2 separate regions of the Sus scrofa genome follow, and region 2 is linked to region 1. Evidence: chromatin contacts called from public Hi-C data. All regions are on one chromosome and are shown on one strand. Each heading gives the region's core, a stretch centred on a gene start, on an enhancer-like site or on the middle of the called end of the contact. The rest is flanking DNA. Distances are from core to core; before and after follow the strand shown. Region 1 has its middle 42 kb from the start of ALDH8A1. Region 2 has its middle 160 kb from the start of SGK1.

Region 1 (4,946 bases), core at 1,103-3,602:
GGGGGGTCTCCTTTTTTTCCTTCTTCCTGTATATTGGGCCTCTCTTGGTTAATATTCATAATTATTTCAAATTATTATATATTCTTATTCAGAAAAATATTTCAGAGTCAGATTCCTCTTTTGCTTTTGTGTACCCAGTTGCGATCTTGAAAACCCTTCTTTTTACTTCTGTGTTTTTTACGCATTCAGGACATTTTCACATCTTAGAATCATTTCATCCTGTGTCTGATTGCCAGGTGAGTCATCTTAAATCCCAATTCTTATCATTTTATTTTCCTTCCCAGAAATCCTCAGTGCTTTTCGATTGCCTACAGGAACAAGCCCAAACTCCTTATTTTTGCATTTATGAAATCATCTAATCATGTTTCAACTTCCCTTTCCTGCCTTATCTCACACTATTCTCCTAAAAAGTCTTACTCAGGTTAAGTTGATCTTCCTGGTATTTATCAAATACGCTGCATTTCTTTCTTTCTTTTTTTTCAAATAAAAACTTTTAACATGTTTTTCTACCTCCATTTTTGTGTGTGTGTTTGATTTTTCCATCTTCCTAAATGTTATCCAAATCCTATAATTTTGCCAGATAGAGCTCAAGAAACTCTTCTTCTATTAAACCCTCTCTGGCCTCCTGCCTGAAGCCCTGGTTCTCAAAGCAGTTAGGTCCATTCCAGTCTGGGACATACTTTGTTGATTAGCCTGATTATTTACTCTTTATAATTGCTATTTATGTTTGTATATTTTCATGCCAGTTCTCCACAATGAGAGATCAGGAATGCATCTTGCACTGTATATATCCCTCAATATAAAAAATGCCTTGTGTGTAATAGGACTTGTCAGAAACAGGATTTTCTTCATGTGGCCAAATTCTAGAGCTGAAGCAAGATTTGGAGATCCGACAAGTTTGTTGATGGATATAGTGGAGTCTGAATGAAAGAACACTTTAGATCTTTGAACCTAGCCATATACTCAAAATAAGCGATTTTGACTAAGTGGCTTTTATTAGTACCTATTACTGAGGCTAATTTATAAAGAAAGATATATAGCATGGATGAAGAGTTTGATGCAAAAGTAAGTCTAAAACATCACAAAAATTAACCTATGGAGAAATATTTCCACAGTTTGACGGTCATGTCAAAGTTTAAGGTGCAGCTTCTGATTAAGACTAATGCTCTTGATTCCGTGTTTTGTGACACCCCAGACTGGTGATTTCTCAGAATTTGTACTCACTACATGCAGCACCATGGTATTCCAGAAGGTGGCGCTGCTTTTCTGCAGAAATTTTTCGTGATCCGCTCAACAGCCTCCTCATTTGCATTACTGCTGCAAAGACTTGGCCAGAAAGCAATCTGAATATTTTATATTAGCGGAAATAGGAATTGCTTACATTTATTATATATTCCCCGATAAATGCAGGTTTCAGAAAGTTAGATTTTTTAAAAATGGCTTTCAATTTTTTTTGCATTTCTGACATTGAGAGACCAAGTTCCTCATTATCCCTGAACACTTTCAGATCTTTCAGATATATAATGGGTTGAGGGGACTGAGAGGACTTGAGTAGGCATCTAGGCCACCCTTCCTTTCTTTAGGTGAGGATCATATAGTCCAGATCCCTGACCAGGTCATCCATAAAGTCAAAGGCAGAGCCAGGAGTCAAACTCAGATCCCTTCACCATCCCATCCTATCCCTGCTGTTAGTTGGCATGTATCAGTTAAGCATCAGGTATGCCTCGCTGCTAAGTGTAAGGTGACAAAAGCCAATATCCATCTCATTCTGAGGATCTGCTATGGGGAGTCCTCAAATAGGAGTGTGTGTGTGTGTGTGTGTGTGTGTGTGTGTGTGTGTGTGTGTAGAACAGGGGTTCTGTACAATGATTTGTCTCATTCTTTTTTGCAGCATCTGACCCAGGGTAAGCCCTCAACAAGTATTTTTTGAGTAAATGAAGGATGGAAGGAAATGAAGAAAGGAAGGAAGGAGAGAAGGAGAGGAAAGGGAAGGAAGGGAGGAAAGGAAGAAAAGAGGGGAAAGAAGGATCGGAAAGAGAACAGAAAGCGTGGAGGAGAGGGAGGGAGCCCAGCGACTTGGAGCACCGCTTATCACCAGCAACAGCCAGAAGGTAGGGGCTGGGATGATTCACCCTGGGTCAGAGCGCTCTGAGAAATAGGATGGAGAACACTTTCTGGCCAACTGGGTTATTTTATTAGCTCTTATTTCATCCTATTTTGACTCAGAGTAAATTAAAAGGTGAATTTGGCGGCTTGTAAGTCTCGGGGAGGCTAAGTCTCCACCTGCCTCTGGTGTCGAGTCTGGCGGCGCTGGGAGGACATCCGCCCCCTCTCCCAGCCTCTCCCCCGCCCTTTCTCCCAGCCTCTCCCCCGCCCCCACTGGGTTCCCTCTGCTAACATCCTGGAAACTGCCCATTCATAGGGCAGACGGGACGTGGAAGATTTTGGGAAGAAGTCCATATTCAGAGTCAGAAAAATTCCAGGAAATCCAAACACATGGTTTTATTAGATTCAAGTCTAGAATAAGAATTATCGGTCTCAGTGCAAGCAGAGCAGAGAGGCAACCGCCCGAGACAGGAAGCACCGCCTCGCCTTTGAATACTCAAAGGCGAAGTACTGGCTTTTCTGTCTTGTGATTTATCTAATTCTAGAGGCAAAGCCTAAATGCCCTGAATTTTATTTCTGTGATTTTCCTTAAGATCCAGTCCCTCCATGGGGATTTTTATGTTTTATGCCATGGATCTCGCTTGACCTAATCAGCCATCAAAAATCATCTACCCTATGTCCCACTACTTTTGGGGTTTTTTTGGCTGCACTCTTGTTACTGGAAGTTCTCAGGCCAGGGATGGAACCCTGGCAATGACAATGCCAGATCCTTAACCTGCTGAGCCATCAGGCAACTCCCTATGTCCCATTCTTTCCCTTGCTAATTGACTAAATAATCTGAAGTGATAATTCCTATCTTAGAGACATATTTAATTTTTAAAAATTTTTGTTGAAAGATAGTTATTTACAATGTTGTGTTAATTTTAGGTATACAGTAAAGTGATTCAGTTATACATGCACACACACATATATTTTTTTCATATTTTCTGTTATAGATTATTACAAGATATTGACTATAGTTCCCTGTGCTATACAGTAGGTCTTTATTTATGTTTTATATATAGTTCTGTATATGTGTTTATCCCACACTTCTCATTTATTCCAACCCCTCTTTTGCCTTTGGTAACCATAAGATTGTTTTCTATATCTGTGAGTCTATTTCTGTTTTGTAAATAAGTTCATTTGTATCATTTTTTTAGATTACATTAGAAGTGATATTGTATGATATTTGTCTTTCTCTGTCTTACTTCACTTAGTATGACAATCTCTAAGTCCATCTATGTTGCTACAAAAATTATTTTTTATGTCTGAGTAGTATTCCACTGTACATATGTACCACATCTTCTTTAACCATTCATCTATAAGATGGACATTTAGGTAGCTTCAATGTCTTGGCAACTGTAAATGGTGCTGCAGTGAACACTGGGATGCATATATCTTTTTGAATTATAGTTTTCTCAGGATATATGCTCAGGAGTGGGATTGTGGGATCATGTGGTAACTCTATTTTTAGTTTTCCTAAGGAAGCTCCTAACCATTCTCCATAGTGGCTGCACCAATTTATATTCCTACCAACAGTGTAGGAGGGTCCCTTTTCCTCCACACCCTCTCCAGCATTTATTTATTTATTTATTCATTTGTTATGGCCACACCCATGTCCTGCAGAAGTTCTTGGGCCAGGGATCAAACCTGCACCACAACAGTGCCCCAAGCCACAGCAGTGACAATGCTGGATCCTTCATCTGCTGAGGCACCAGAGACCTCCCTCCAGCATTTATTATTTGTAGACTTTTTGAAAATGGCCATTCTCATTGGTGCAAGTGATGCCTCAATGTTGTTTTGATTTGTGGGACATACTTGATTTTTCACACGGACCTGGACCCAAAATGCTTTATCTCAGGAGTTAAATCTATGCTGCCTGTGGAGATTTCTGACATTATATCAGGTCGTGAGGGAAGTGGGGTCGAATCCCTTCTTACTCCACTTGGAGGCCTGCCAGACACACCACCTGGGCAGCCGTATGATCACGCCAGTGCATGAAGAGGTTGTATCAGAAAGTCATTCACTTAGCAAACATGACTGAGGAACTGCTAGGTGCCAGGCGCTATGTTGTCAGGGCCTCCGGCTCAAAGGTACCCACCATGGAAAGGAGGGTCTGTGCCCTTGGGGAAGAGATAGTCAGGGGCTTTGGCAAGGACTGATGGGGGAGAGCATCAGGAGATCAGGGGAGAAGCGGATGGTATTCAGGCAGCCGTATGATCACGCCAGTGCATGAAGAGGTTGTATCAGAAAAGATAGATTGCAGCACTGGGTAGTTGCCCAGTGCAGATGGACAAGGAAAGCATCGAGTGATTCTAGTTTATTTTAGAAACCTGCAGGTAAAATGAAGAGTACTAAAGAGTGTAGTCATAGGGGGAACCACAGTTACACAAAACGGTGTGTGTGTGTGTGTGAGTGAGTGCATGAAAAAATCACACTCATGTTGAGGGTGATGGGTAGTATATTTTCAATTTAGGGGATAAAAGACTTTGAGTCTAAAAACCAGCAAGTCCCAGGTGACCTCACAGTTACCAAGGAATGCAATACACATTATGATTTTTTTTTTTGGCACATGTAGGGTTTATTTTAAATATTTTAAGGATAGAGTTACAGCATAATTATAAAAATTACTTACAGAATTAAGACTTATTTATACTTCTAAATGCAGAGAACAGGGAACTGTCTACATGTTGTCTAAAATTAAAATTAAAAATTCAAGCTTGAAAGATGAGGTCATTTACCTAATTTTAAAACACAAACATGAAGACCTCTTAAACCATACACATTTGTTCAAACTGCAC
Region 2 (4,946 bases), core at 1,258-3,757, 490 kb after region 1:
ACACCCACAGCATATGGAGGTTCCAGGCTAGAGGTCAAATTGGAGCTGTAGCTGCTGGCCTACAACGCAGCCACAGCAACACCAGATCCAACCTATGTCTGCGACCTACACCACAGCTTATGGCAGCACAGGATCCTTAACCCTCTGAGTGAGGTCAGGGATTGAACCCACAACCTCATGGTTCCTAGTCAGATTCAGTTCCACTGCAATACGATGGGAACTCCACAACTGGCTTTGAGGTATGGCCTCTCCAACCCTCTACACACACACACACACATGCACACACGCACCCCATGCCAACTCCTCAGGCTTCTACACAAAGAGTGCAAGTTTGTCCTGCAGCATCTGGCACTGGAAATAGAGGGGTATGAGTATGAAACAAGTTTTCACATATTATAAAATCATTAGCTCTTAAGCAATTGAAGAGCATGAAGCCAAAAAAATGTGGAAATAAGAATATTATAGGAACATATAAGTTTAATAAAAATATCATGTTGTTTTTAGATATTTTGTAATACATACAGTATTTGTCAGCTTTAAAAATTATAATTCTTAGGGAGTTCCCTTCATGGCTTAGCGGTTAATGAACCTGACTAGGATCCATGAGGATGCAGTTTCAATCTCTGGCTCGCTCAATGGGTTAAGGATCCGGTGTTGCTGTGGCTGTGGCTGTGTGCAGCCCTAAAAAGAAAAAAAAAAAAATGTAATTCTTAGTATTTTTCCTCATTATAAACAGATATTTCATACCTGATTTTGTATTTCTAATATGTATTCCTTCATTCTTTCTTTCTTTTTTTTTTTTTTTTTTTTTTTTTTTTTTTTAGGGCTGCACCCCTGACATATGGTTCCCAGCCTAGGGGTCGAATCAGAGCTACAGCTACTGGCCTACGCCACAGCCACAGCAATGCAGGATCTGAGCCGCAACTGCAACCTACACCACAGCTCACGGCAATGCTGGATCCTTAACCCACTGAGCAAGGCCAGGGATTGAACCCACAACCTCATGGTTCCTAGTCAGATTCGTTTCTGCTGTGCCAGGACAGGAATTCCTATTTTTATTTTTTTCATACTCATGGCACATGGAATTTCCTGAGCCAGGGATTGAACCCACTCCATAGCTGTAACCCAAACCACAGCTGAGGCAATGCTGGATCCTTAACACCCTGTGCCACAGGGGAACGTCCTATATTCTTTTCCTTAAAGAAGACCTTTACCAAGTCAACAGTGTTTGAAATACTTGTAAAGAAACTAAGTATTCTAACTAGTCTGACTAACCTTTCAGCCTCTCAGCCCTACCCAGCCCATATATATAGTGTCAGAATCAGATGTTACAGTGGAGAATCTGACCAGTGGTAATTTCCACTAGGAGTAGGTCTTTTTTTTTTTCCTAATGACTTGTCCATGTTGAACATTTTGATGCCATGAAAACATTGAGAAATTCCCCTTTCCCCACCCCCAAACCTCCACCCCAGTAGTTTTCCTTTCCACACATGCCTCTTCATTTCCTGATTCTGGTCTGGGCTTGAAGCAAAGCTACCTGAATCCAGCCAGAAAAGCTGTTATTATGATAGTTTTGGCCTAACAGGGGCAGGAAATACCAATAACCTTATGTGAGCTATTCCCCAATGAAGAGCCAACCTGAATGCATAATATGGAGCCCTTGCATAATTCAGATGATGCTCCGATAAGGTCTAGACAATTGGGAACACCTTCCCTTCTTTCTAATCCTTGGAGGCCACTGGGTAGGTATGGATCCCCCACAAGGAAATGCTGAAATAGGAGGCTGTAATAACAGGTTTTAATTTTTGTACATGCAAGCCCCCAAGAAGTAACAAATAACATTTCTATTAGGAAAATTGTTCCAAATGCTAACTTAACTGTCAAATGGATAGGAAAAAAAAAAAAAAAAGATTGCCAACAAAAACGTAGAAGTCTTGGTCTTAGTCCTTGAGAATGAAGGACTATTAGATTTGCTGCCCAGTCCTTCCACAATTATGCATGTTCATTTCAATCAGGCTGTGAGGTAAAACAAAGTAGAGTTCCTTTCCCTGGTGCATTGTAAGGAAGAAATAAAGAAAAGGAGAGAGAGAGATATTTACCCAGGAAACTGCGTGATCTTCCCACCAAGACCATAAGCCCATTTATAAAACACATACAGCACATACAACATCCCATGATATGATCCATCTTTCTTTCAGTGAAATATAATACTAACAAACTGATGTTATCAATATCTGGGTTATAAAGTTGGCAGCTTTTGGAGATCCTGTGAAATTGAATTGTTATGATCATTACACAACTACAGATGTGATACATTCATTTGAGTAATAAAAAAATAAAAATAAAAATAAATAAAGTTTTCAGCTTTAATCCTGTTCTTCAACTGTACCTTAAGCCTCTAAACGTGGGTGTTTATGATAACCTAGTTCTTACTCCTACCCGGAGCACTTTTGACATTGCTCTTGTTGTTTGCAGTCTTTGTTTGCCAGTCCTGTTTACTGTGCTCAGAATAGCATTCAAGAGAAACAAACACTGTAGAATTTGCATTGGCCTTGTTGTGACCTGCCTGATGACTCGCCTTCACTCTACCAACCCATGCTTTCCCAGCTCTGCCACCAGGGTATTTTTCCCCCAATTAATTGGAGAACACTGTTTACCTGGACTCAAGTACATGTCTGGGCTGGGCTGTTGGAACTGCCTTGGGGAAGAGCACGAAGGCAGGCCTGTAGGTAGCTGGCCCTCTCCCTAAAGTCTAGAGACAGTAGGGCATGAGATTTTCAAAACAACTTCCTCTTCGGAAAGCTTGAGGATTTTTGGTTTGTTTTGTTTTGTTTTTTCTTTTTCTTTGAATGGTTACCTCTGAACATAATGACTTCTATTTGCTTAGCTCCCAAATATTCTATGACCATTTAGGATGGTCACAAACAGAGACAGTGGAATTGGTCAGAAGGATGCTGGATGACCCCGCTCTTTCCTGCAAAGTCCTTCACACAGAATAAGAGCCCAGCTCTGTGTCTGTCAATAGGTAATTAAATGAATGAATGAACACACTAAAGAAATAGAATACGTAGCTCAGCTTTACTGGGAATGAGGGCCTGCCAACCCCAAAGGCTCACTTAGGCAAGAGCCTGCTAATTCTAAAAGCATGGTAGTTGGATGAGTTTCCTGGCACTGATTAAGCCCCACCAAACAACCCAGGTTGGAGGTTAAGGGCGTGACCCTTCTTCATTGTATTATTGCTAAATCAGTATGCATATTTTGACCCTCAATTCTACTGAAATCTGTTATCTGTTTTATAAATGATTCTTGCTCCTGGCCACTGTTCCTCTACCCACCCACCACCAACCTTTTAGCCTTTTGACTATTCATTTCAATCTCTTCCCAAATTAAAAGGATTAGGGAGGAGCCTTAAAACCAGTTTTTCTCTTAACTGAACACTCCTATGAAAATGAGACCAGGAAATGAGGGCGAGGGAAAAGGTAAAAAGAAGTTGAAAAGCTTGTGTGATCCCAATCCTACTAGAAGGGATAATCTAAACCTAGTGATGGGGAGGCGGGGTGAAATGGAGAACAAACATTAAGAAAGGAACTTCACTGCTTTACAAGTAAATAACAAACCCACACTGAAGGGGGTGGGGAACAAGAGCATTAACCTGAGTGACTCCGGGGAAATAGTATTTTATCTGTATACTAACAGTTTGTATTCAACTATGTACACATATACACTGCATCTCTCAGGGGGTGTGGGTTAGCAATCCTGAAACTGTCTTATGTTGAACCAAAAGTAAATCTACAGTGGATAATAAAAGAAAGGTTTCTCACTGTTGGAAAAGAAGAGTTACAAATTAGGAGAAGGGAAGTTTAGGTAGAATACATCCTATAGTGTTGCATCAGAAACAGAGATATCTGTATGAGCTCATGGATTTAAATGTGTGTCTATAAATGGGCTGCCTCTTAGCAGTGATAATCTAGAATTCCTCTCCTTTATTTTTTTTTATTTTTTTTATTTTTTGAAGTCTCGTGTCGAGGTCCTTAAGAGAAGAAGAAAAATATTTTTTAACCAATGTTTTTAAGAAAAGTAAATACCAGACTCACACTAGGAAATGCTATTCCAAAGGAGGCCAGAGAGGATGTTACTAACCCAAAGCAGAGACTTAGGGTGGAACTCAATAATGGAGGGGGGAGCAGTAAACAAAAAATACTAATAACAGCTAAGACAGGATCCCTGTTCTCAAGAGGTCTTGATCCAGGAGCCATGTTCTAAGGATGGCAAACTCCATTTACTCCATTTAATACTCTTAAAATAGTCACATACTTAGAGGCTACCGCTTTATTTTAATGAAAATCTCTTGACCTGCAGAATTTGTTTAAAGACAGAAGTTCTTGTCTTTCACACTTGAGAGAAAAGAGCAAATCTAAACCTTTAGGGCCGTTTTAAACCAAGTTTGAATTAACAATGCCTGATCCAGGGAGTTCCTGTGGTGGCGCAGCGGTTAACGAATCCGACTAGGAACCATGAGGTTGTGGGTTCGGTCCCTGGCCTTGCTCAGTGGGTTAAGGATCCGGCGTTGCCGTGAGCTGTGGTGTAGGTTGCAGACGCGGCTCGGATCCCGCGTTGCTGTGGCTCTGGCATAGGCCGGTGGCTACAGCTCCGATTCAACCCCTGGCCTGGGAACCTCCATATGCCGCGGAGCGGCCCAAGAAATAGCAACAACAACAACAAAAAAGACAAAAGACAAAAAAAAACAAAAAAAAAACAAAAAAAAAAAAACCAATGCCTGATCCAAATAAAAAGCAGAGCAATTCAAGAGCCGATACCAGGGACTCTTCAAACAGACTTAAACTTACAAACAACCAACTTTCTCCAGAAAACTTTCCCATCTGTTAGTCACTTGCACAACTTCAATGAGACATTAGTCAAAGAAAGAGGCTTGACGCCACGTGGAA

What was found. Hi-C and Micro-C count contacts between places; a contact is called where the count stands out from the background.
Region 2: a Hi-C map of liver shows a contact between it and region 1, with 6 times the contacts expected there. The contact joins two enhancer-like sites. A contact is called at or near these places in 1 of 47 Hi-C or Micro-C datasets (liver) and 1 of 2 datasets of contacts at active chromatin or transcription factors (alveolar macrophages).

Annotation. Positions count from the first base shown.
Region 1 is chr1:29,099,874-29,104,819 of Sscrofa11.1, forward strand. No RefSeq gene overlaps it. Among named protein-coding and RNA genes, the nearest start is that of ALDH8A1, 42 kb to the left of the region's middle. Within about 2 kb of position 2,353, at least 29 of the 83 cell types and tissues checked have an H3K27ac peak or open chromatin away from gene starts, as enhancers often do. A contact at or near this core is called in liver, where this site is marked.
Region 2 is chr1:29,590,159-29,595,104 of Sscrofa11.1, forward strand. No RefSeq gene overlaps it. Among named protein-coding and RNA genes, the nearest start is that of SGK1, 160 kb to the right of the region's middle. Within about 2 kb of position 2,508, at least 6 of the 83 cell types and tissues checked have an H3K27ac peak or open chromatin away from gene starts, as enhancers often do. A contact at or near this core is called in liver, where this site is marked.